Linked DNA regions of Mus musculus: region 1 is linked to region 2. Evidence: chromatin contacts called from public HiChIP or PLAC-seq data. All regions are on one chromosome and are shown on one strand. Each heading gives the region's core, a stretch centred on a gene start, on an enhancer-like site or on the middle of the called end of the contact. The rest is flanking DNA. Distances are from core to core; before and after follow the strand shown. Region 1 overlaps Nfix (nuclear factor I/X). Region 2 holds the start of Prkaca (protein kinase, cAMP dependent, catalytic, alpha).

Region 1 (4,662 bases), core at 1,193-3,692, 740 kb before region 2:
GCTGTATAGTACAGGAGCCAGCTCAGACCTTGGTATTCCCCCCTCCCCATCCTCCGTGTCCCGGGTGTCCTCCACTAGCCTGTGTCTGTTAGGGAAGCAGAGGAAGGGTGGCTCCCATGACCTGGAGCAATGACATAGGAGTCCACGCTAGCCAGCCCTTAGGTCCAGGCAAAGCCCAGAGCTAGAAGCCCAGAGCTCTGCCGACTGGCCTCCTTGTTCTGTGTGGAAGCTCAGTCCTGAGTTTCCACTTCAGCTTTCAAGGTCCTTACCTGGCTTTTAGTGAGTGGACAAGTGGGACTCTGGGCAAGCTGCCTGAGAACCGGCAGAGGGAGGCAGGCCACCTTTGCACATCCTGCAGGTACCCAGCAGGCATCACTGATAGGCAGCACCCTTTGCTGTTGCAACCTGTACCCACATTTCTGGGTGTCCATCCATTGCACCTCTGTATTCTCACCACTGGCCATATGTAGCAGTGTGCATTGAAATTAGAGAAAAGCTATGGCTGGAGAGACATGGAGAGCTCGGTAGTAGAACGCTCACCTAACATTCCTGAGGGACGAGGCTCATCTCCACACCTGACTCCACAAGTCACAGTTCAAGCGTCCATGCTCATAAACCATGGCACTATTAGTGACTGCCTCAGGCAGCACATCTCAAATATCACTGCCACAGAAGATTCTAGAGGCTCTTTGAAGATGGAACTTTATTTTGCTTTATTTGTGTATGTTTGTTCACGAGTGTGTGTAATGCCTGCATGTGGGCGTGTGCACCACTGGATGCGTGTGGAAATCAGAAGACACGTCTTTTCAGTCACTTCTCTCTTTCCACCTTTAGGCTTAGGAATTGAGTTCAGGTCCTTACATGCTGGGACTAAAGGAACAAGATACCACCTCTCCAAATCCATCGCTAATTCCTGTGTTTAATGACCCCGTTTCACACGGGCACTTAATACAGTCTCAAACCAGAGCCTGAGGGACAGAGTCCAGTGTGAGCTGATCAATATTGGAATAGTAATGTTTTACCTTTTTGATTTGGTTTTTGGTTTGGTTCTTTTGTTTGTTTGGTTGGTTTTGTTTTTTTGTTGTTGTTGTTGTTGTTGTTGTTTTTTTTTTTCTTGAGACAGGGTTTCTCTGTATAGCCCTGGCTGTCCTGGAACTCACTTTGTAGACCAGGCTGGCCTTGAACTATGAAATCCACCTGCCTCTGCCTCCCAAGTGCTGGGATTAAAGGCGTACGCCACCACTGCCCGGCATTTTTTTGCTTTTTTAAATAAGAGTTGGAACCCAGGGCCTCAGATATGCTAGACAAGGCCATACTCCTAGCCCCAATAGTGGTGGGGTTTTTATTTTTATTTTGTTTTTGAGCCAGGATATAATAGGCTGACCTCAAACTTGGTCCCTTTGTGTAGCCTCCTGTGTGTTGGAATTACTAGCAAGTTCCATCACACCTAGATCCAATAGTATTTTTTGTTTCTCTGAATTTCAAGGCAGTGCCTGACTCTGTAGCCCAGGCTGGCCTAGGACTCACTGTGAAGCCCTGTACTCAAATTACACACAATCTTCTTGCCTCTAAGTGCTGAGATTACAAAAATAAGCCACCAGTTTTGGCTTCTAATAGTGTGTTTATTTTTGAGACAGGGTGTCTCAATGTAACCCTGGTTGTCCTGGAACTCACTATGTAGACCAGGCTGGCCTCCAGCTATTGAGAGATCCACCTACTGGGATTAAAGTCATGTACTACCATGGCTGGCTCTGGCAATATTTTAAACATTGGAAATTTTCACATGAAATTCTGCCTGAATCTCTGGCTTCTTTTGAAAAGTTGGCCACTCCGGGAGCCTGGCACCTTCACCCCAATTTAACAGGCTGGACTCTACCTAGGCAGAGCACAGACATTTGCTTCCAGCCTGCTCATGGTTGGTGCACACGCAGCAAATAGGACCACAGGCTCTTACCCACTCCCTGCATCTGAGTTCTGTTGCCTGAGGACTGTGACTATAAGCAGCTCAAGGTCATACATTCTGTGTGTGCCTAGCATCAGTGTGGGCTTGAGACAAGGGTGGAATGAGGAAACATCTGGTGTGTAGAGTGTATATCTGGTGTGTGTGTGTGTGTGTGTGTGTGTGTGTGTGTGTGTGTGTGTGTGTGTGCGCGCGCGCGCGCGCGCATCTGTCTGTCTGGTACTGTAGACCCAAGTCTAGGAGATAGAGCTCCAAGATGATATCCCTAGTTGCGATATCACGGACCCTCATTTTGTTGTGATGATACTGCCAGGTACCCAAGCAAAGAAGAGGTCTGGAGAAGAGTCCTCCACTCACTCTTGGACTGGAAACCAGACTCAAGCCTTTGATGGAGGGCGTTGCCAAGCAGCCAGCCCCAGGGGTTCACCCTGTGTATACTGTGTGTTCACTGCCAGCAGGGCCCTATATACGGGAAGGCAGCGCCCCCTGCTGGCTTCCCTGGGGGAAGCAATATCCACCGTAGTGTGCTTCAGAAAGCTCCTTCCCCAGTCTGGTGCCCAAAAGGCCCACGACCGGTCAGGGTGGGTGGGCTCTGGCCCCCTCCCCCAGTCCTGGCCCTAGTAGAGCTGAAGCCATGTGGTTCCCTGCCCCCAAGTCTTTCAGCCTGAGGGACAGGACGTTGGCTGGGATGTACAGACGTGAATTTCTGCTTTTAATCCAAAGGGACAGAAAGAAAACTCAGCAAGAACTCAAGCTGGGCCACCCCCACCCTACTCCCCCAACCCCTGTGGGTACAAAAGCCCCAGCCTGGCATCCTCCCCACCTTCCAGGTTCCACACAAAAACCTAAACAATTGCAAACATGGCCAGATCCCAGGTCTGTGCCAGTGCCAGCCATGGGGGTCCCACCCGCTGGGCACCGTGCCCACGGGAAGGCCAGCTGGACTCTTGCACTGGGGTCTGGGGGGGATTCCCTCAGAGGGTGGAGAGAATGATTTGGCTTCCTCCATTGGGGTCTGATGCTCAGCACCCTGGCCCCTCTCCCGGGAGCTCACTGTAGAGGTTGGAGATCATGGGGTGGGGGGGCGGGATGAAATGGGAGTTGGGACCTGCCCCAGCTGTTCTCACGGTCGCTTTTTTTTTTTCCTGATCCCATTACAGTCCTGGTTCCTCTGATTAAGATCAACAAAGAAACAACTAAATTTAAAAAAGGAAAAAAAAAAAAGAGGTTCCTCAAAATGGGGGAGAAGAAATTTTGAGACATGGAAATATCCCCCAGCCCAGCCCCACCGAAAAGCAAAACTTAGACGTCGTCAGCCACTCAGCCCTTCCCTCCTCCAGCCCTGGTACCCCCGCGTTCCAAAGCCGCCCAGTTCTGGGAGTCCTCGGAAAGGGGTCTCAGCGGAGCTGTACACCAGCAGCCAAGCAGAAAGAAGCATGCTAAGCGGACTCTGCTAAGCAGAGGACAAACAGAAAGAAAGGATGCAACAAGACTGCCTTCCTCCTACTCAGCCTGGCCTTCCCAGGAAGGAGCAGCCAGCTCACTGGCCGGCCACCCTGGCAGTTCCTGGGGACCCCACCCTCCGCTGGACTTAAGCTTCCCAAGGAGCCCAGAGGAACAGCTCGTAACAATAGTAGACATTCGAGCTCCCCTCCGGACTTCGTCTCTTTCCCTCACCCCACCCCCCACTCCCCAACCTCTCTTGCCCTTCCTGGGAGCCTCTGCTCAGGCTTCTGGCCCCAGCTGCTCTGGACCAGGCTAGGGCGTTCCCGGGTAGGTAAGGGATGCTTCTTAGAGCTAACTGAATTCAGCCTGAGTCCAGAATAGAGGGTGTTCTGCCACCCCATTTTGAACCGCCCGGGCAGTTCTCGGGCTGGACACCCTCTGTACAGCACACAGGAAAGTCAGAATGCTCTGGACTGGACGCCCAGCCCAGCATAGGCACCTTCTTCCACGCCCGCAGGACGCAAGGGCTGCTGCCCTCTGCCACGCCCCTAGTGAAGGGAGTCGGCCCCAGGTCGCCCCGCACCCCAGCCCTGCATGCAGGTGCCCTTGCTCCGCCCCTCTGCCCTGCCCCTGCCCTTGCTGCACACAGCCCTCCAGGGGCCGGCTGAGAGTGGAGCAGAAAGGGCCCCCGGAGCTGAGCGAGGAGGACAAGGCAGCCTCCACCTGCGCTAGGTAGGCGTCCTGCTCTCGAGACTTTGAGTTCCTGTGGAGGGTGGGGGGTGTCATCCTTTTAAAAGAGTGTTCTGGAGCTTTCTGGTCCCCTTCCCTTCCCACCACGCCCCGTGGCCACTTCTCCCTAGATTTTAGCTGTAATGTCTTTCCTCTTTATTTAGGGGTGGGGCAGTCATTGTTTGGGTCTTTCGCTGTTTGCAGTTGGGAACTCCTCTGTTTGAGCAACTTGGGAACAATTTCGTAACACACCACAGGAAGCAGTTCTCCTCCCAGCCCCCTCCTCCAGTAAGGGATGGCGGAGGCTTGTCCAGAGGGTCTTGAGAAGCCCCCTGGGAGGGAGGGGAACGCGAGCACGCCAGACCCCCTGCAGGGTGACTGGGCCCCTCTGGCTTGTCTTTCTGTGCCTTAGTCCTCCTTCCCTGCATCTCCCCTCCCAGGCCCGTTCTCAAGGCCATGCGCCTCTCTCCGGTATGAAAACACAAAGCACAGGTCAGGATCTTCCGAAAGTCGGTCCAACATTGCAC
Region 2 (4,193 bases), core at 598-3,097:
GTGGGCCTCACCTGCCAAGGGGGCTGGCCCTTCTCCTTCTGCCCGGAGCCCTCCAAGCTCAAGCCCAAGACCTTTTTGGGCACTACCCACCTGCTCCTCTGTCATCAAGCCCTCAACTACAAGCACTTGCCTCTGTCCCCCGCCCATCTGTGAAATGCCAGGCCTCTTAAGGCTGCTAGGCTGGGCTGAGCTCTGCTGGTTGAAGGGGGGGGGGAGGGGCAGAAAGTTCTTGGGCTTCTTGAGTGGCATTCGGGGGACTCAGACACTGAGAAGGGCACAGCTGATCAGAGCCTCCTTTTTGGGTAACTGGAAGCTGTTCTCAGCTGCAGTACAGCTTTAGCTTGGAGTGACACCACTTTGAGACATGAAGCACTGGGGGACAGGGCCCAAGGCCCTTTCTGAAGTAATTTCAAATATAGAATCACTTTTTTTTCCCTGGCTAGAAAAATTCAGCATGGTTTTTTTTTTGGGGGGGGGGTGTGTGTATGTGTGTGTGGATATACCTCCCTCTGGGTGAGCCCTCGGTATGCACAGAATCCATCTGTCTTAAGCAAACCAAATCATTAGCTGTCACCTATTGCTGGATGGCGTTACCCCAATGCGCGCAATTCTTCTGACCATCCCCATTCAGTGGAATGAGCCTTTGCTATTCATTTCATCCGCAGTTTCAAACCAGCCCCAGGGGCTGGGTGAACGACAGAACCGCAGTTGTGAAACGACCATTTATTGAGGGGCCTTCTAAGGAACCCAGACCTCAGGGTAGGCCAGGAGGGTGCTCTGCCGCTTTACCTCACCCGCAACCCAAGAAAAAGGACAGACGTAATGGCTCTGAGCAAGACCAGCTCCAACTTGGATAAGGAAGCGCAGAAGCAGCTCTCTAGGTTCATAAACAGTCTGCCACCCCAGCCAGGGCCAGACGAATGCACGGAGGAGGTGGAGTGACAGGATGAGAGGGGCAGAGGGACCCAGAAAGATCTTGTCCCCCATGCCAAGTGACACAGAAGGGAAAAACAATGCAGGAGGTGGCCCCGGGAAATGCTCATGGGGGTGGGGGTGGCTTGGAGGTGGGAGCTGTGATGAGGTGAATCGGGCAGGGGTAGGAGAAAGATGGCGGGGGCTGGAGGGGGAGGGGTGTGGTCACCAAGTGGCCAAGGTCCCTGCAGCGTGGACCCCACAGCACTCCCGAAACTGGCAGGAGCCTGGATCAGGGTCAGGCATTGGGGCGCTGTGTGGGAAAGGTAAGTGACGAAGTGGGAGGGGGTATAGAATCTGGAGAAAGGGACTAGGAGAAGAGGGGTTGGTGTGGTGACAGGGCCTCATCTGGGGCCCCGGCGGTCATACATGCAATGGTTGGCAGTGACAGCTGGGTGGGGGGGCACGGCCTTTGCAGTGGGGGATGGTAGGCCATGGGCACCAGGCCCTACTGGGGGCAAAGTATCTCTGCGGTGATCCGACCCCAACGTGAACAGGCAGCAGGCAGGGGTGCAGGCAGACAAGATTGGGGGGGCATATGGGGGAGGGGCCATGCAGTGATGGGCATTGCGCGGGCAGGCCGCACGCAGTGAAGATCAGGGTGACGGCCGGGCACTCACCGCTCTCCTGCTCGCTGCCCTTCTTGGCGGCGGCGGCGTTGCCCATCGCGGCGGCGTCGCGGCCGGGGCCAGTCCCGGAGCTGCGACGCGGCGGGTGCTAAGGTGGCCGGCGGCCCCGGAGCGCGCTGGGCAGCGGAGGCGGCGGCCCCTGGGGCTGGCTGCGCTGGCTGCGGCGCCACGACCCCCGCCCAGCCCCTGCTTCCCGCGTCTCTCTGCGCCCGCCCGCGGGGGAGCCTCAGCCCAAGTCCTCTGTCCGTGACGCCCCCGCAGCCCACCGCCCATTGGTTCAGGCCTCCCTGACTGACAGCCCTACGCCGCTGTCCATTGGCCCTCCGGAACCCTCCCGCGCCACCATAGGCTCCTGGATGAGTGACGCGAGTTGCAGACTCTCCGCCACTCACGGGCTCGTGAGGCCGCAGTCGGGCGGGCGAACGCACGTGATTGGCCGAGAAGCCCGAGAGGGCTTGGGGCTGCCCCTGCGAAGCCGTCGATTGGCGGAGACAGGCGGCCCCGGCTAGTGTCAGTCCCGGGGTGAGAGGGCGGGGCAGCGGCTCAGGCTGCGGCCCGGGCAGCGGGCGGGGCGGAGGCTGCGGCGGCTGGAGGGTGGCTGGGTGGCAGGCGCTGCGAGGTGCGGGAGGCGGCCCGGCGGACGCCCGTGCGGCAATGTGCGCGCTGCAGTCTCCCGCCCCTGCCCAGTGCGGCAGCGGCCACGGGCCAGAGGTTGACGCCACGGCGGGCCGGCGCAGCGGCTGTCCACCTGCCAGGGGGGGAGGGGCGGGCTGGCGCCGAGGGTCAAGGGTCGCCGGGCGCCGTTCGGTGTCATTCATAAGGAGGCCCGACACTGGGCAGCCGTGACCCAACTAGCTCGGGGTCCGCTTTGGTTTGCTCGCGACACAACTGGAGCTGCAAGGGGATGTTGGACCCAGAACTGAGGGCGTGCTGGGAGGAGACTCAGAGTATCTACACTCTTTGCTAAGGCTCAACCCTAGGCCCCTGAAAAGTAGTAACTACGGACGCCAGCCAAGTGCATTACTTCTTGTACCTTGCACGTTGGGCCTGCCATACTCCCATTTTATGGAGGCTCGGTCAGGCTAGTTCCTTGCTCTTAACTAATCTCCATTGCCTAGACATGACCAACATAACCTGCCCCTTTTGGGCAGGAAGAGAGCCGTTCTCCTTCCTTCTGGATGCTCATCTTTAAATTTTGTTTTTATGCAATGCTGGGGATTGAACACGATGCATACTCCCTGCGAAGTAAGCATTGTACCACTGAACTAGAACCTCACTCGGTGTTCTTTCAAGTCTGCACTGTCAGAACGTGGTCAGTTTCCCACCTTGCCACTGACACCAGGGGCCTGAGCACTCTGCTGGAGGGTCTCCTGCACACTAGGTTGATATCAGAACCCCACCCTCACACTCTGGATGCTGGTACTCTTCCATCTGTCTGCTGCCTGGGACAACACAAACATCTCCAGATACTGCTAAATGTACTCTTGGAAACAAATTATCCCTACCCTCACCAGAGCTCTGTAATAGAGGGTGGCCAGGGTGGACGGTGCTGGGTGGACGGTGCTGAGTGGACGATGAGCTACCTCTCCTGGACTCCAAAGGGTAGTTGACTCTGAGGTACATATACCTATAGACTCACTGCTCAACAATGCACAACCAGCTTCTAAGCCAATAACTATATGTACTCCTGCTACTAGGTCAGCTGCAGTCCCCGAGGGGGAAAGTACCCTGCCAGAAAGTACGGTTCCTCTGGATTATGCGAGTTGGCTGAACAGACAAATACTCCATCTCTGATTTGGGGAGTTTTGCCACAGCTAAGTGAAATTATCTAAATTGTGGCTCTGTGTGTCCTTGGGTCACAATGTTGCTCTATGCCTGTGGGTCAAGGTCAGAGTGAGAAAAAAATCACTGGCCGCCATCTATTGAACAGCTGGCATACTTAAGCTTGGACAAAACAGAACCAAAATTAAAAAAAAAAAATGGGCAAAGAAAAATAGGCTTTGACCCCCAGGTTGTGGTGCAAACTGTACAACTAGTTGAGACTGGAATTAGGGGAGCAAGCAAAGGGAGAAGGTCCAGCCACTGTAAGGACAAGAAGTTACTCATGATATGAAAGTGACAAAGCTGTTCAGCCACAGAAGGACAAAAAAGAAAACAGCATATTACAAAACTTTTTACAGGCACCAGCTGACTTAAGAGCACTGGCTGCTTTCTGGAGGATTGGTTCAATTCCCAGCTCCCCACATGGAGATTCACAGCCACTTCTAGAAGCTCCAAAGCCCTCTTCTGGTCTCTGCAGACACCAGTCGTGGTACACAGCCGGCCCATACAGGCAAAATACCCAAAACACATAAAATAAAATTAAAAAAAAAGTTTTAATCCAGGCAAGGTAGAGCATGCCCTTAATCCTAGCACATGGGAGGCAGAGGCAGGTAGATTTCTGAGTTTGAAGCCAGCCTTGTCTCAGATCAAGTTCCAGGATAACTAGAGAAACTCTATTTCAAAAAAGACACACAAAAACAAAACAACAACAACAAAAAAACCTAAAAAACAAACTAACAAACCAACCTCTCCCCCCACCCCCGTAAAAAA

The links. HiChIP or PLAC-seq counts read pairs in DNA pulled down with a chosen protein or histone mark.
Region 1: a FOXA1 HiChIP or PLAC-seq map of pancreatic cancer cells shows a contact between it and region 2. The contact joins the enhancer-like site here to the promoter of Prkaca in region 2. A contact is called at or near these places in 3 of 39 promoter capture datasets (the HPC-7 cell line, cranial neural crest and embryonic stem cells), 1 of 115 datasets of contacts at active chromatin or transcription factors (pancreatic cancer cells) and 2 of 9 other capture datasets (adipose tissue and liver).

Annotation. Positions count from the first base shown.
Region 1 is chr8:84,707,136-84,711,797 of GRCm38.p6, reverse strand. Nfix (nuclear factor I/X) reads left to right here. Exons shown (of 11, transcript NM_001371053.1): 11 at 3,121-4,662. The coding sequence ends at 3,135. Among named protein-coding and RNA genes, the nearest start is that of Lyl1, 8.0 kb to the right of the region's middle. Within about 2 kb of position 2,442, at least 37 of the 459 cell types and tissues checked have an H3K27ac peak or open chromatin away from gene starts, as enhancers often do. A contact at or near this core is called in liver and pancreatic cancer cells, where this site is marked.
Region 2 is chr8:83,970,632-83,974,824 of GRCm38.p6, reverse strand. Prkaca (protein kinase, cAMP dependent, catalytic, alpha) reads right to left here and starts at 1,847. Exons shown (of 10, transcript NM_008854.5): 1 at 1,593-1,847. The coding sequence starts at 1,638.